Linked DNA regions of Columba livia: region 1 is linked to region 2. A link is a contact called in public Hi-C data. All regions are on one chromosome and are shown on one strand. Each heading gives the region's core, a stretch centred on a gene start, on an enhancer-like site or on the middle of the called end of the contact. The rest is flanking DNA. Distances are from core to core; before and after follow the strand shown.

Region 1 (3,754 bases), core at 920-3,419, 290 kb after region 2:
GGTGACCTTCCGGAAGGTGGCCCGTGGCTTTTGACGGCGCCCTGCAAACGAGGCAGCCCTTGCTGCCCGCAGCTAGGGAAGGAGCGGGCAAGGGGAGTTCCCGGTGGGTGGGCACCGACCCTGCTTGGGCAACCGTCGCTTCTCTTCTCATCCCCGAGGAACCTGTTTTAATTCTTGCCCCCTCTCCCGGAGTAACCTTAATCCTCGCCTCTGGCATGCTCCCTTTCGCATATTTCCTCCTTTCCCCCGCCAGCCCCCTCCTCCCCACCGCTGCTCGGACTGCTGACAGAGGAGACGGGGTTGTCCCCGTCGCGCACCCTGCACGGAGCAGCGCCCGCGGCTGTGGCGGCGGGGCGGGCGGGAGAGGCGGCGAGGCGGCCGGGCTGTTGCGGCCCCAGCAGGTCCCGGCAGCCGGCCGGGCAGGGCCGGGCAGCTGCCCGCTTGTCGCTGAGCCTCTGCTCTCCCGCTGTGCTCCAGGAATGGGTGCTGCGCCGCGCAGCGCTGCCGGCCGGCCTGCTTGTCCCTCTGGGGAGTTATCCCGGCTCTCCCGCCTTTGGGGGCTGCTCTTTGGATCCCCTCGTCTTGCCCGCATTGATTTCAAGGTGAGAAGCGAGCGTTTCTGGATTGCAACTCACCTTATGCATTCTTGATCATTAAAAAAAAAAATCCCGCAGCTATGAAAAGACAGAATCTTTAAAGAGTTTGTAGCTCGACAGGTAAGGACTCGGCTGGGGCTCAGGAATGTGGAAATTCAACTCAAGTCAGCCTACTGCGACGAGCAATATTAATAAAGCCATACAGGTACGAGGTGGGGAAAGGAAGAGGGAGAAAGGGGAAAACTTGGCAACTAAAAGAACGGAGTGATCTCGATCGCGGTGATCAAACACCGAGGAGCAAACAGCGGGCTTCCCGGGAGCCCCCGCTGCCAGCCGGCCTGCGGGCCCCCGGGCTGGTCCCGTCGGCGGAGCCCGCTCGGCTTCCCGGGCGCTTCAGAGCGGAGGTAGCCGGACCAGTTGTCAAGATAATTTCAACACGTCCGTGTGATGGATAGAAACGCAAATTGTGTCTAGGCCTGCATAAAACAAATCCCTGAGTGCAGGTTCAGAGCAGGGATTCCCCTCCTCCCGCCCCTTTCGCCTTTTTAATACTTAAGCTCTACTCTATTGTCCCAGCAGCAGCGGCTGAGTTAACTCTGTCAGGCTGCTTTTTTTTCTTGCCTTTTTTTTTTTTTTTTTTTTTTTTTTCCTGAGGGTACACTACGCCAGAGATAATATTTAAGTTCGCTTAAGCAGTACAAAATAAAAGGACCCGTCATCACCCGCGACCGGCTCCCTCCAGGCTCGGGGCTGCTGGAGCTCCCCGTGGCTGAGCGGCCCCGCAGCCTCGGGACCCGGGAGAAACCCACGGGTGCTTTGTGGGAGCTGCCACCGCTTGGACACCCGTGGGAGGGGGGACGACAGAGAGAAATAATCACCTCTTTCTTTCCTTTTGTTTTTTTTTTTTTTCTTTTTTTTTTTTTTTTTCCTTTGCAACATTTTGTTCACAACTCTGTAATAGCGTGACCCAAAAGCCAAGGAGATTTGTCGTGCACAAGGACTTACCCTAATTTGACATAGATGACTCCAAAGCATAGAAACACGTAGAAAATCCACTTCCGAAAGTTTCTGTGCATGATCTAGGGAATGGACTGAGCCATAAAAATTGCACAAAAAGTCGAACTGATCTTGTCGGTTAAATCCCAGTCAAGAGCATTGCTGAAGCTACCCAGGAGCAAAGCCGGCCGAACTGTAAAAAATCAGCACCGTGCAGGTAAGCAGCTCTTCCCAGAGCCATGGTGACCGAAAGCGGCTACGATATTAAAGCTATGAGGGAGGAAAAAATAGAAAGAGCTGCTCAAAACGGTAAAACAAAAACCCAAGACAGACAGTCTGAGGGAGAAAATGAGCAAGCACTGATCTTGATCAACTGCCTCATAGAGCCCTGAAGTTCAATGTGTTTTTACTTGTTCTGACTTCCCCAGGTAACACTACGTATCTTGCAATCTGTGGCTCCAGGTAGGAGGATCTCTCTCTCTCACTCTCTCTCTCTCTCCTGCTCTTCCCTCCTCCCCGTATGTGTCAGGATCCAATACATATCTTATCTGTCTCTGTGCATGTTCGTGTGCGAGTTATGCGTGTCTTTGTGTTTCAGAAGGCATGTCCTTAAGTCGGAGTGTTGGGGGAAACACATGAAACGTATCCAATAAGGGAAATAAAGGATTCGTCCTCTCAAACCGAAGCATTTTTTCATTTCCTCTAGTATGGTAACGCGGCTGGATTTGCAATGTATGGACTTCGTAAAAGAGATTGTTAAAAAAATTTTTTTCTTCTTCCTTTTTTAAAAATTTTTTCTTTCTAATCAAAATTTTTTTCTTTCTAACCCACATTTGCTTACAACCCCATATCTTAGAAAGCGATGTGTATGTGTGTGTGTGTGTCCACACTATTTCTCTTTGGCCATTCAACCTTGCTGAACATAAATGCCTGACACTAAATTTGATTTCATTTTCCACAGTAAGAAAACATTCTTCTTTTTTTAAGAAACATATATACTTGGCTTTTAACACTGGTTTAGGATATTCAGTTTGCCGCTGCTAGGGAGATTAATCGGTGAGAGAAAACCTCACTTTGTGTTCAGACAGTTAAGCAAGGCTTCCTTTTCTTTCTGTCTTTCTCACTGTGTTTTCTTTCTTCCTCTGTCTTTCTTTCACACCGATTTCTGAGCTGCCCATTTTATTCCTGAATTATGTGGAATTATCTGTTTCACTCTTCTACACAATGTGTGCGTGTCTGGAGGCATATATCTGCATGCATATGCACGCTTAAATAGCACTCAAATACAAGTTTGTGGGCTGTGGTAAGTTATGTAGATAGGGATAAACCCGCGCACCTATGCCCACTTACACACATACATTTATATACATGTAGTAACAGTAAACATGGATAGCTCTAGGCATCTTTCAAAGAGAATCGGCTAAACACACACCAGTAAATGCTGAAGGGAAAGCAGGCAGTGACAAGCAAGCAAAAGAGGCTGAACACAGAACTTCATCAGAAAGCCTCTATCTTGATGGAGAAAACAAAGGATTTTTTTTAAAGCCCAGCCAGGCTGCCGTGGTTGAAGAGATGCAGTGTGAAATCGCAGGTCGTGTTTAGATGACTCCCACAGTCAGCGCTGCCCGCACCTTGCCGTCACCCACCCAGCTCTCGAAAAGAGGGTCTCCTCGGGGCATGGCGCAGAGATCCCAAGCCTGTCCCTGGCAGGGGGAAGCGGGAGGGTAACGGGACAGAGAAGGGCCCTGCTGTGTGGCGGCTCATGTCGAGGCCCCTCCCTGGGACGGACGGAGACGGCCGAGCCTGCTCACCGCACGGCCGCCCTCCGCTATCTCTCCCTGCTGATCGGTGTGGCTCTGCCTTTCCCCCCGCATTCCTCACGTTTTATTCTTTAATACTCAATGCTCCGGCCCTTGCAGGCAGCCAGCCCCCCTCCAGACCGCTTCTGCTACATTTTTCCTAATACTTAACTATGATCAATGTGTCCTTTCAAAATGCTGCGTTTTCCCTTCACGCTCTTTTCCTTGTATTTAAATGTCCTTTACTCTTTTCCCCCTCTGACCAAACACCTTTTTTTTTTCTTGCATCCCTACTATTTTTTAAGGACTTTCAGGTGAGACCATGTTTCACTTTTGCAAACCCATTTCCCCAAGAGCCTCATG
Region 2 (3,588 bases), core at 822-3,321:
AGTACACTACAAGAAAAATCTGTATGCTTGATGGAGTAAAAGCTGGGTAACTCTTGCCTTAAAATATAAGATATCATTGAAAAAAATCCCTAAAGAGAGATGTTATAAGGGCTAAACAAGAAATTGTTGCTTACAAGATTTGTGTTTGACAAATGACAGGCAAAATGGCAAGTAAAAGACGATGAAGGTTGAATAAAATTGTGTTGCTGGCCACACTTCGTCCCTTCCCAAACAGAGTAGGATAAAACCAGCTACACAAATATATTTGCAGATAATTTCCACAGAGCACATGTGACTATCTTGCTGGATTTCAGTGTACTTTACTGTTTTCTTCATTGAAGCTGTGATCAGCTGGTTGTCTGGACATACTGAACCAGTGGTCAGCAAGAACATGCAACAATGCTGTTATGTGCAGTAGCCAGATCTTCCCAGGGCCATCACTGTCAGGCACAACATTCTCAGCTGCAGCCAGCACACTTCTGATGCTTCACTAATCTTAGTCTCGAGTTTCACTGCAGTTGAGATAAATTACTCTTTACTCATAACAGGCAATTCTTAAAAGTAATAGGAGCTGTTGAAGAACTTGTATGATTGCCAAGGCTCTTGCATGGCATTTTTTACTTACTTAATTTCTCCTAGAGCTGTCGAGAGCTGCTTGTTTGTGCATTAATAAGTAATACACAATAATTACCAGGAAGAAGCCTGGAAATGACACTTACTAATGGACAAACAAATTTAATAGTGGTCTTAAAAAGCCTGCCCCACCGGTAACCCAAGTCATGCAAGTTTATTTCTAACAGAGGGATACAACCTCCAGGTGTGCAGGGGCTGCTCTGGGAGATGGGTCCCTTCTCCCCCTGCAGCGCCCTGGCACTGGTCCCAGGGCCACAGGTACCTGGGAGATGCGGGGAGGAAGGCATGGGTGGGAAGCAATGAATCACTGGTGTGTTTCTCTTCCACCCAGCTTTCTGTTGGTGTAGTCATTATCACTTAAAAGAATGAATCCTGCCAGCAACTGCTAACCTGAATATATGTAAATCCTCTCAGTTTTGGTCAGTCTGCTCATCTAACAAAGGTAAGAGTAACTTGCAAAACACCTAATCAGACACTATAGAGACTACTGGCCTTGCACCTTTAGACATTTTGGAGCCTCGAGTCTTGCTAAAACATATATCTCAAGACTGTTGGATAAAGTGTCCTTTAGTTGAATGTTGCTTATTATACGCTAAAATTATTATGTAACCGATATACAAATGTGTAACCAATTGGCTGTTCAAGGAGTGAATGTAGTGACAAGACTTTGTATATAATGGCTGTTACTTTTCTTTCTGGCATGCTGGCTTTGTTCCTGCATCCAGACTTGCGCAACTCTGTGATATCTCGTTTCTGTGCACTACAATTGGCTTTTCTTGCATGCTGGGTGACAGAAACCTGTTTTGGAGACAGCATTAGGAGGTATTGCTTTTAGATTTCTTTGACTATCTTTGGTAAACTTAGTTTAGTTCCAGCTAATGAGGCTTTCTATAGCATTTGGCCACAAACAGGTCTTTTTATCCATGGGTAGCTTGATGTTCTTCCCTCAACATACGTATGCTTTTTATATGCATGCTTTTTGTTTGCATGTTGGACCATTTACCGGCAGACACCTCCGAAAGCACATGGGATGAGCAGAAGGCCCAGACTTGAGGTCTGCGGTGCACAACCAGCCTTCACCCCGCTCCCTGTGGAGAGCCGAGGGGCAGCGCCTGGGTGGCTACAGGCCCGTGGTGGGAGGTGCAAGCACAGAATGTCCTGAGTTGGAAGGGACCCACAAGGACCATCGAGTCCAACTCCTGTCCCTGCACAGGACAACCCCACAGTTCACGCCATGTGTCTGAGGGCCTTGTCCAGTCTCTTCTTGAACACTGTCAGGCTTGGGGCCGTGACACCTCCCTGGGGAGCCTGTTCCAGTGCTCCACTACCCTTTGGGGGAAGAACCTTTTCCTAATGTCCAACCTAGACCCCCCCGACACATATTCCTGCCATTCCCTCGGATTCTGTAGTTGATCAACAGAGAGAAATATCAACACCTGCCCCTCCTCCTCCCCTTGTGAGAAACCTGTAGCCACCATGAGGTCTCCCCTCCATCTCTTCTCCAGGCTGAACAAACCCAGTGACTAGCTGCTCCTCATATAGCGTCCTCTCCAAACCCTTCACCAACTTCGTGGCCTCCTGCAGACACTCTCCAGCTCAAGGTGCAACAGAAAGCTGTCCCTACGGTTTATTTTTCACGGGGAGAACGGCAAGGTTTACGCACCGTGGACCCACGCCATGAGCTACCCCAGCTCCCACAGGCGGGGCGGCCATTTTACCACCGTGCCCCGCGGCGGCCCTGCGGGTCGGGTCGCAGCGCCGAGCGCACCACCCGTCCGCCGGGGCCGGGCCGCCGCCATTTCCGCGCGGCGGGGGGCGGAGCTGGGCCGCGGCGGGGCCGGCGATGGCGGCGGCGGGAGCGCTGTCCGAGGCGGCGGCGCGGCTGGGACGCGCTGTAGCGACCGCGCCGCAGGCCCGGCTGGAGAGCGTGCGGGCGCTGACGGGCCTGTTCCGGGAGGCGCAGCCCAGGTAGCGGGGAGGAGGGGCCGCTCGCAGCCACGTGGGCCGGGGGAGGGAATTCCGGCCGCGGGAAGCGGCGGTGCCGGCGGGCCCGGGTGGTCTGTGCGGCTGTGTGCCTGCCCGCCCGTCCGCGTGTTGGCGGGAGGGGCTCGCCTCGGCTCTGAGCGCCGTGCTGCCCCTCGGGGAGTCGGCTGCGGCCTTCGCAGAGCAGCGGCCCAGGTGCCGGCGGTTCCTGACGTGCAATCTCTGCCCCCCCTCATCTCTGCATCCCCCGGGGGCTGTTCGTGTGGGACCTGGGAGTTATCTGTGGGGCTGGAGCCAGAGTGGGTGACTTGTCCCTTCTCCCCTCCGGGGTGCCATGGGGAGCTGGCAGTCTGCTTCCGTCCCTGCGCTGATACCGAAAAGTCGGCAAAAAAGACTCCTTAACGCTGTTTTGAAAGTGGTTATTGCAGCGTGCCGGACGCTCGGAGGATGTTCCTCTAATCGAGCATGTGCGTGATTCGCACTTCTTGGTATTTATTACATACAGCTATTGCATCTTCATTTGTTTGTACTGCTTAGTTAATGCATTAAACATAAACTATTTACATAACCCCGCCCATTGACGGATGTCCATCTTTTGTATTTGAGAGTCTTCATCAGGGGTCTCTTCGTGGTCCCCTGTGGTCTTCACAGGGTGGTGTCCCCACCCAGCGTTGGCTTCTTGACCTAATTTCTTGAGCATGCACATTGTCATTTGGTGCTGCTACTCACCAAAACGCAGGTAGCTCTTCATTTAGCAGAACATTTCGCTTTCCCAGCTTGTAAGCCAAGGACATCCCACTTTGCCTTATGTCCAGTCTCTATAGAGTTGTTGTTTTGCTGTTAGGTTTCTGTTACATTATGCCTAGTCTTGCTACATTATGCCTAGGGGTTTTTAAAAGATTTTTTGTTCCTATTATCAGTGCCGGGGAGGATAGTTTTGTATTTGTCAGTCACAGGTGACAGAAGTTGCTC

The links. Hi-C and Micro-C count contacts between places; a contact is called where the count stands out from the background.
Region 1: a Hi-C map of liver shows a contact between it and region 2, with 4 times the contacts expected there. The contact joins the promoter of WNT7B here to the promoter of ATXN10 in region 2. A contact is called at or near these places in 2 of 2 Hi-C or Micro-C datasets (crop and liver).

Annotation. Positions count from the first base shown.
Region 1 is chr1:139,886,583-139,890,336 of bColLiv1.pat.W.v2, forward strand. It overlaps WNT7B (Wnt family member 7B), which reads right to left and starts at 2,170. Exons shown (of 4, transcript XM_005509524.3): 1 at 1,602-2,170. The coding sequence starts at 1,672. It overlaps LOC110364023 (a long non-coding RNA gene), which reads left to right and starts at 2,411. Exons shown (of 3, transcript XR_010466753.1): 1 at 2,411-3,754.
Region 2 is chr1:139,598,387-139,601,974 of bColLiv1.pat.W.v2, forward strand. ATXN10 (ataxin 10) reads left to right here and starts at 2,072. Exons shown (of 11, transcript XM_021297335.2): 1 at 2,072-2,234.